3 separate regions of the Mus musculus genome follow, and all the other regions are linked to region 2. The links are chromatin contacts, called in public HiChIP or PLAC-seq maps. All regions are on one chromosome and are shown on one strand. Each heading gives the region's core, a stretch centred on a gene start, on an enhancer-like site or on the middle of the called end of the contact. The rest is flanking DNA. Distances are from core to core; before and after follow the strand shown.

Region 1 (2,910 bases), core at 250-2,749, 330 kb after region 2:
TACTACATCTCTCTTAACATTCAAGCACATATGTCTATCCCCATACCATCCTGCTTTACAAGTAACTGAGCAGGTATTTTTAGATGCTTTTCAAATCAAACATACTCTGGCACGTAGGGAAATAATCCATCCCTAGTGACTCAGAGGGGTAAACAGTTACTAAGGCTGTTTCAGAGCTCAAGCTTGTGCAATGAAGGAGGTTACTTGTCTGCAGTTGCTAGAAAACGAATCTACAGCCACATCAGGATGCACGGCCACAAGGCTGGAGGTGCCGAGATCCCGCCTCTCCTAACTTCTGTTTGTGAAAGGGAACAAGTTGTTGGAGAGTGCGAGATCTGGAGAGAGATCACACACACACACACACACGAACACACACGGGCAGGGGGGTGTGTGTCAAGTGACAGCACTGCACACTAAGAATGAAGTGGAAGGGTACCACCCCTGGGTACCTGTTAAAACCACTTGTGAAAAGAAGCCATTCTGCGGGCTCAGTGTTCAGACCAGGCGGCCACCAGAAGGGCTGTAAGTATGGCGTCTTGTGCTGATGGCACACAGCTTGAGGGACTGAAAGGTGTGGGCATCCACGTTCCTCGTGTTTTACCTTTCTTCTCAGTTGATTGAACCTGGTGCCGGCATGGTTTGTTTACCAGCAGTGTGTGTTTAAGGATCTGGATTTGATTAAGATGTTACAGAAACAGCAATGAAGGGTATTTCATCAGGGCAGGGGGAGGGAATGAAGTAGCAACCAGGTATTTCTGTTTAAACTAGAGGGTTTCCTTTGAAATTCCAGCCTAACTCCCTATACAATATGTAAGAATAACAAGCGAAATTGAACACTTGTGGCATCCTCTGGAGGGGAGGCTCTAGAGCGCATAGCTAAGTTCACAAAGAACAAAAAGGGTAGCTCACACACACCAGGCCTCGCTTCTTCAGAGGCAAAACAATCAGTATATAACATTCCTGCTAAGATGGCAGCGACTGGTGTTGCAGGTAAACTTTTCGAAGTATTTCCAGGCTTAGAGTAAGCCACACAGCAGACACACTAAACACACCGCTCGCTCAACCACTCCCTCACGCTCACCTTCACTCACTCCAGCTCCTACGGGCTGTCATCTATGCTGTAAAGCAGAATTTAGTGGTTGATTACGTAACGCTTAACAAAGATGAACACAAGGAGAAGACTGTCATCTCACTAATAGCAGGGAGAGCAAAAGACTTGAATCTGATTTTTAACTTGTACTTTTTAACTACTCCATGTTCTGCCCGTTATCTAAGAAGCAACTACCAGAGAGCTTCTCCAAATCAAGGGTATCTCAAAGATGTAAGCCTATACCAACCACCTTATCACATTACCACTGCTATCACGCCTATGTGGACAAATGATCGACTGCAAGATTACCACTAATTCAAACCAAATCTCCTAGGGCTGGAAGAGTACAAGCCGGTGGTGAGTCAGGATAAAGAACAATGGGAACAGAAAGCAGTGTTGTGGCCTCTGACTACATTGATCAAGTACGGCATTCAGGTCATAGGACCTTACAGCCCTTATGCTGTAAACTGCTTAGTAATTTAACTGGTTTCTGTCTACAGAACTATGTAACAGACACATAACAATGGCTTGCTACATAACGAATAACAAACCTCACAAAGACATTAACAAATGAACGGTCACATTCAATAAACTAAAATATAAACCTACATAGCTGAGGGAAAAACAAGCCACATGGTCAGCACTAAGTCCGCTGGCTCCTTAGTAGACTTTACGGGTTATGGTTCTTAGTTCTCGATATACAACTAATCTGATATGCAAAGAAATTATTAGTAAGTACCAAATGTGTTATCATTGCAAAACCCCTTAATCCAAGGTATCTCTATCTAAATAAAAATAAGATGGCAAATTACACTGCTGGTAATATCCAATGGCAGTTCTTTACCTGCAGATTCTAAGCACTGCTCTGTGAAGATTTCAGACACTCAAAGCAGAGAACAGAAGCAGTACATCTGCATGTGACTCAGCAGAAAATGCAGAGCTCAAACAGAGCTTTTTATAACACTCAAATTTCCATTGGTTTAAATACAGCCCAAAACTCTAATTTCCATGAACAGGAAAGTGGTGCTATGATTTTGTGGTCATTTTACATAAGGCAATACTAATTTAAAATATTTTAAGGGAAAATTAATGCCAAGTATGGTGTTTGACGGTGTAGAAACCACTCTTTCTAGTGCCATTAAAGACCTGCCTAGGGCAGGGAGGGACAGGGACAAGGCAGTAAAATGGCAGAACCACTTTGCAGCAGATGATTAAACACGTATCAGCATTTCCCAGAGAAAGTACCTGGAGAAGTCAATTCACCAACCAACCCCACAAAGGTCACTGGCGAAGCTGGGAAGAAGTGTTCAATGGGCACAAAGCTTGGGAAAACAAGATAAAAAGAGATCTGACAAAAGATGGTACTGACAGTCTCAAACCGATACGAAAAGTACTTAACTCTAGTGCACAGTACAACTCAAAATGGCTGATGGTGTATTTTTTGTGGCTATTACCACATTTTCTAAAGAAACCCCAGTCAGGCCCTACAGCACAGGACTGTAACACTTAGGGGCTGAGGCAGAGATGGCTACCAAGCCAGACCCCATTTCAAACAATCCAAAAAAAAACAAAAAACAAAAAAAAAAACAAACCAAACAAAAACAAAAACAAAAAACAAACAAAAATACAAAGGAACTACTGTAATAAAGAAATAAAGTACTTACTGTGGAAGTGCTAGATACTTAGTTCTGAGGGGTTCGCTTAGTCTTATAAACTATTCAGAATCTAAGACTTAGCAAGTTAACCCTCGGTCTACATTACAGGTATCTGACAAGTCTAGAAAGTGTGGCTCCACAGTTCTGTGATTTACAGTTAAGGAA
Region 2 (2,820 bases), core at 241-2,740:
ACTGCAGAAGGATGTAGAGTATACATTTGCTTCCTATGTCTCCAACTCATTTACAAGCGCATGTATGGCATACAGCAGACCCTCAAATAGAATCTGGATGGAAGCATGAAGAGATGAACACAGCCAGGTACTACCAGCGCATCAGCGGAGGAGAACTGGCCTTCATGAGTCACCCACAGGAACTGGCTCAGAGTGGGAGAGTGGGCCATGGCGAGGAGATCTGGTGCTGAAGGTGTAGTACTAAAGAGAAAAGGAGGGGGAGAGAGTCTAACATGTGCACCAGGAAAACAGCAATGCCCCCAAAGGACCACTGAGACTGGAATGAACATGGCTTCCCGGTAGACAGTGATGGACTATGAATGAGCAGGCTACAAGGCAGGTTTTGGCACAGCTGCCAGGGCAGGGGGTTTTCAGTGTCCATGAGGAGTGGTAGAAAGACTATTTGAGGGGATGGGATCGTGGTAGGAAACCTCCTCTACCTGGAGGTTTCTGCCCAAGTTGTCAAACATTTTACACATACAACCTCATTTATCCTCCCTCTCCCCTGTGGGGAACCAGGTATATGGGGGCTCCAGAAGTGACACCAGCCTGTCTCTAACAGATGGATGCAGAATGACCTTGGCTGGCAAGCGACTGCCTCTTGAAGAGTCAGAGAAGCATCCTTACATCCCAGTGACATCATGAAACAACTTGAACTGCTATCAGCCCCCCCACACACACTTGTGACTCACTGGTAAAAACTAAAGACTACCTCATCAATTACTAAGTTACTAACCTGTGAGTCAGGTGAATTAGAGAGGCTGAGCAATCTACAGAACAATTGAACATGCGCTTCTGACTCAGCACAAGGTGCTAAAAGACACCCATCCTCGATCCCACACTTAGAAACACCTTTCTCACTCAGTTCCCAGCAGGCCTAGGGCTGCTGCTCCACTGTGAGAAGCACTAAGGCAGGCGTAGCATCACCTGAAGGTCAGAACCTCAGACCTCTGAGTTATGATGCCCTCGAGTGAAGTTCACACAATGCCACTGCACTTTATCATGTCTGCTACCTTTTAGGGCCCCGAGAGGCTCAGCTCTCTCTAACCATCAGGAGAAGCCTCTCTTCTCCCATTTCTGCCTACATGATGTCATGGGGCCCAGCATAGGAACTTGGAACAAGGGGCCCTGAGTAGCAATAGGAGATCAGAAGAGGGATTTTTTTATCTTGATTCGCAGGAAGAGCAATTATGGCTTTGACTTCCTGGTTTTGGTAGACCAAATAAAACAAACAAATTAAAGAAAAAGGAAAAGAAAAAAAAGAAAGGAAAAATAAATCTGCAATTGACAACAAAAAGCAATTTATAACATAGAGACTGTCTAATTAGGGCTCTGTCATATTTAATCCTTCTTCATATCAACATGTCCAGGACCACCATTAAGTATGGTCAATACTGGAGTAGACATGGTTCTTGTGGCACAAAGTGCAACTGTTTTTAGGAGAGGAAGTGAAGAAGGGTGTGTGCTGGGTGACTCAGAGGGCTGGTATATGGAATGTGAGGGTGCTGAGGAACCCCGGTTCCTGTTCTAACAGCCAGCTGCTTTTTCTAAGCACCCACCTTAACCCCTCAGAAGGATCTTGTTTGTATTCCACAACGGAGGATTGTGGAAATGTATACTGCAACCGTTAGTCATACTGCCGAATGAATACAATGGCCACCTTGGCGACATTAGCTATTAATGGGGGCAGATGATGACACTGAGGACAAACTGTTCTCTGCATGAGGAACACTGGATAAACTGACTAGGGAGTTATGGCTAGTGGCATGAGCCAATGTGTAAGCCTAGACCTGCTCACTATTCAGGTTCTGGCTAATTGATGGAGAGGTGGGATCCAGACAGGTATGTGTGGCCAGTGAGTAGTCACAGCTCCTCCTTCCTGCATTCTGGTTGTCGTGGAAATATGAAGAGCATTTAACTGACTGAGCCCCACATGAGAAGGAGTTCGGTGAGTGATAGATTTCCTTTCCAGGAAGACAGCACGGTATAGTTGTTAGCATGGCCATAGGCATGATATTTCGGTTCTTCTGGTTATTAATTGGGCAGCTTTGCACAAAATCTTTCAACAACCAAAGTCCCCGTCCTTGTCTCAGAGGATTGTTATGATAAAGTTGTGTAATATATCTCAGACAAAAAGCAGGGCATGGTAAGTGCTCAATAAAAGGTGAATGTTGTTCTTCATTCTTGGTATGCCGTGAGCTGTCTTGGTTATTGCTTCACAGTGGACTCGAAATGCATTAATCCACCATTTCTCTCCAAACTGCAGAGTGAATATATATTTGAATTTGTTTGCCTTTGCCCATTGGGTTACGCATTTCCCAGGGAAAGAGCCATTTCTTGCATCTTACCTAATTCCTAGAACTACTGGGGACCTTCCTGGAATCACAAGTACTGAGGTGGGACACAGAGTTGGACGAAGGCCAAAGACTGATGACCTATGGCCTTGTTAATCTCTCTTACTACTCTGGGGGGCCAGAAGCTGATGGCCTATGGACACTTAACTCTTTCTTACTGCTCTGTGCTGGTAAGTGCTAGTTTCTTTCTCTGTAGCTCTCTATTTGTGCTTTAATAAGCTCTGATTTCTTCTCTCTCTCTTACACACACACACACACACACACACACACATACACAGAGAGAGAGAGACTCACATTCTCTCTCTCTCTCTCTCTCTCTCTCTCTCTCTCTCTCTAACCTCTTACAGTCAGGAGAAGAGGCTTGGAATTTATTAACTCTTCATGAACCAGAGAGAAAAGAAAGGAAAAGAATTAAAATATTTTACAC
Region 3 (2,708 bases), core at 23-2,522, 290 kb after region 2:
GACAGCAGAAAAGGAAATAGGAAGGAAGGAGGACCCAGGCTACCCTCCAGAGGTTCTGTGAAAGGAAGGGAATAGTAAGAGTCATTTGACAAACCAACAGATGACCCCCACAGAGCTTTCTAGGAGCCGTCAACTTCCTCAGCTTCTATGTCAAGGACAGTTCAACATACTCAACAAGGCAGCATGTGTAAAAATGCCCGTCTCCATCAATAGGAATGAAGTTAGTTAATAACACTACTAGGACACCAGCATCTTTAGAATAATAATGTTTTGTACATGTATATAAGATATACATATAAGATAACCAGATTCCAGTGTTCCAACTAGTATAAAGCATTCATGTTATTTATGGGAAATAGCAACTCGTGTCAAGGAAGGGTCTGATGGTTTCTCAACACACACATTGCCTAAATTTACACACTACAGTCAGTTTTCTAGTCCTGGCTGGCCAAAACAGATCTGCTTTAATGACCATAGCTGGGTCTCTCCACTGGGTCGGTTTTGAATGAGATCTACTGTACTGTCCTAGGGTGGGAAATGTCAGGCACATAGAGACACAGGACAGGGTTATTTTGTTCTTTGTTCTTCCAACCAAGATGTTTTTATCCTCCCAGTCAAAAGCAATTATCAGGCAATCACTGAAGTGCAGAATCTATAAATATGCATTTACCTTGAAGTTTTAAATCTCACACAAAAAACTATGTCTAACAATGTGCTATAGAACATACATAATATATCTGAACTGCATGAACAACTTGAAGCCCTATCAAAAAAGGGCATGAGATTTAAAAGCAAAACAAAACATTGGAAACTACTCATCCATCATAGTAGACTTCTAGGAATGCTGAATCTCCAACAAAAATCGGAGGTGAGGACCGAGTCATAAGTTAGTCAAACATAGACTCCGTGCCTGCCTCTCACCACCCCCTAAGCCTGCTGGAAACCCTGCCCTGCCCCTGCTTACTGGTTTCAGTTCCTGTCACCTGCTGGATCTGGTGCTTCCGAGGCATCTCTCTTCATCCTGATTGCCAGGTCCCTGGCTCTCAGAACCCTGGCGTCTGACCTGAACCATACTTTAGCGCTTGAGCTTCTCAGCCGTGCGAAGGCCACTACCTGCTGGCCTGGCCTGGGTCTTTTTACATTTCCTATTTCTTTCTACTTTTCAATTCTAGGTGCACCCTTGGTCTTTCTTTCCATACAGTAATAACCACCAGGCAGCAATTTATGCTGATTGCACCTTGCTCATGAAATCCTGGCCTTTGTACCTTACGGCTCTTCCTTTCTAGTGTACTGTTGTGGCTACATCTCTTCTCACCCTACGGGGTAGTCTACACGTAGACAGGTGTCACTGGTCACACTTTAGAAAGGGGGAAACTAGAGCAGAAAGAAGCTCCCTCCCATTAGCTAGAACTCGGGCAAGACTTTGTGATTCCCTACTACACTGCTGCAAGCTGACAAAACCACCTCTTAGTACTCACTTGTATCAAGAAGCAAAGCAACACACTGGAGTAACATGAGTACACAACACACTGGGGGAGAAGTAGTCATTGCACTTACTGCTTTATAAAACCCAGCGTTTGCCCTAATGGCTAGTCAATGTACACAATAAGACTTGCTACCCTGTGGGTGCTTTATGACAGAAGCTACGCTGAGTTTCAGGTATGCATTTTCCCAGGGAAAGCCTATGTAAAGAGGCTACGAGAACTCACAAGGAAAACGAAATGGTCCCTAGAGACCCCCGTCTGCTGAGAAGTGCCACCTGACTGCATAGGTGTCGACAACAAACACAAAGAATCTCATGCTCAGAGACTGGAACATATGGCTAAAAAGCGCCCAGTTGTAGGAATTTTGGAAATTCTTTAAAAAATGCTAGACAAACTAGATTTTCCCAAAGTATTTTCCCTCATTTTTGAGCTTTCTAATTGTGTGCAGCTGTTACAGACACCCAGCAACTATCGATGCCACCTCGTGCTTCCTTTTTACACTGCTATGTGAAAACACACTCAAGATTCAGAGTAGCAAAGCCCACTCCACTACTCAGAGTTCCGATTTGAGTTACTACTAATAATGACTAGTGTCCAGTGTGCTTGTGAGAAGGAAATCATGAGACATTTACTCGACAGTCTGTGTGCATTTAGACATAAATTGTTAATAGTGTACATGAAATTTGACTCAAAAGCATGTTGTAAGAGAAGCCTTGCTTTTTCTCCATAAAGATGGTTTCATTTCAGAGCTCTATTCTCACCTGAGCACCCTCTAAACCATAACCTGTCTACACTAAAGTCCTGACACTTCTCTGGTGATCCCAAAGCTGTCCTCAAAGCTCTAACACTCACCATTCATCTGGTCTACACTCTAAGACACGACCGTCTTTCTAGGCCATCTGACATGGAACTGTAGTTACCAAACTGCTGTGGATTCCCATTTTGCTCCAAAGTGCTTCATCTTATTCAAAGCATTCCAGAGTAAAGAAAATTCCTCTAAAGCGATCTTCCATAGTACACAGGGTGGGGGAGATACAGTTGTCATGTAAAATAGCAGCAAAAAGGAGAGGCGAGGGGACTCGTGGGTAGCATGGGAAGCCTCCCTGAGATGGAGGTGGTCCTAGAATGAGTCAGTCAGGGTCTCAATGAGTATTGGCTCTTAACACCTGTCAATGGCTATCAGAGGACTACACAGGGTAGAGTGGGGTAGCATGTATGCATGGA

The links. HiChIP or PLAC-seq counts read pairs in DNA pulled down with a chosen protein or histone mark.
Region 1: a contact with region 2 is called in an HNF4G HiChIP or PLAC-seq map of pancreatic cancer cells. The contact joins two enhancer-like sites. A contact is called at or near these places in 2 of 484 Hi-C or Micro-C datasets (cortical neurons and liver) and 3 of 115 datasets of contacts at active chromatin or transcription factors (CD8 T cells, pancreatic cancer cells and thymic regulatory T cells).
Region 3: a contact with region 2 is called in a FOXA1 HiChIP or PLAC-seq map of pancreatic cancer cells. The contact joins two enhancer-like sites. A contact is called at or near these places in 2 of 484 Hi-C or Micro-C datasets (CD4 T cells and pre-B cells) and 4 of 115 datasets of contacts at active chromatin or transcription factors (CD8 T cells, effector CD8 T cells, large pre-B cells and 1 more).

Annotation. Positions count from the first base shown.
Region 1 is chr3:52,295,005-52,297,914 of GRCm38.p6, reverse strand. The region is part of intron 1 of Foxo1 (forkhead box O1); the gene reads right to left. Among named protein-coding and RNA genes, the nearest start is that of Foxo1, 28 kb to the right of the region's middle. Within about 2 kb of position 1,499, at least 49 of the 459 cell types and tissues checked have an H3K27ac peak or open chromatin away from gene starts, as enhancers often do. A contact at or near this core is called in pancreatic cancer cells, where this site is marked.
Region 2 is chr3:52,629,106-52,631,925 of GRCm38.p6, reverse strand. No RefSeq gene overlaps it. Among named protein-coding and RNA genes, the nearest start is that of Gm30235, 19 kb to the left of the region's middle. Within about 2 kb of position 1,490, at least 64 of the 459 cell types and tissues checked have an H3K27ac peak or open chromatin away from gene starts, as enhancers often do. A contact at or near this core is called in CD8 T cells and pancreatic cancer cells, where this site is marked.
Region 3 is chr3:52,339,100-52,341,807 of GRCm38.p6, reverse strand. The region is part of intron 1 of Foxo1 (forkhead box O1); the gene reads right to left. Among named protein-coding and RNA genes, the nearest start is that of Foxo1, 72 kb to the right of the region's middle. Within about 2 kb of position 1,272, at least 19 of the 459 cell types and tissues checked have an H3K27ac peak or open chromatin away from gene starts, as enhancers often do. A contact at or near this core is called in CD8 T cells and pancreatic cancer cells, where this site is marked.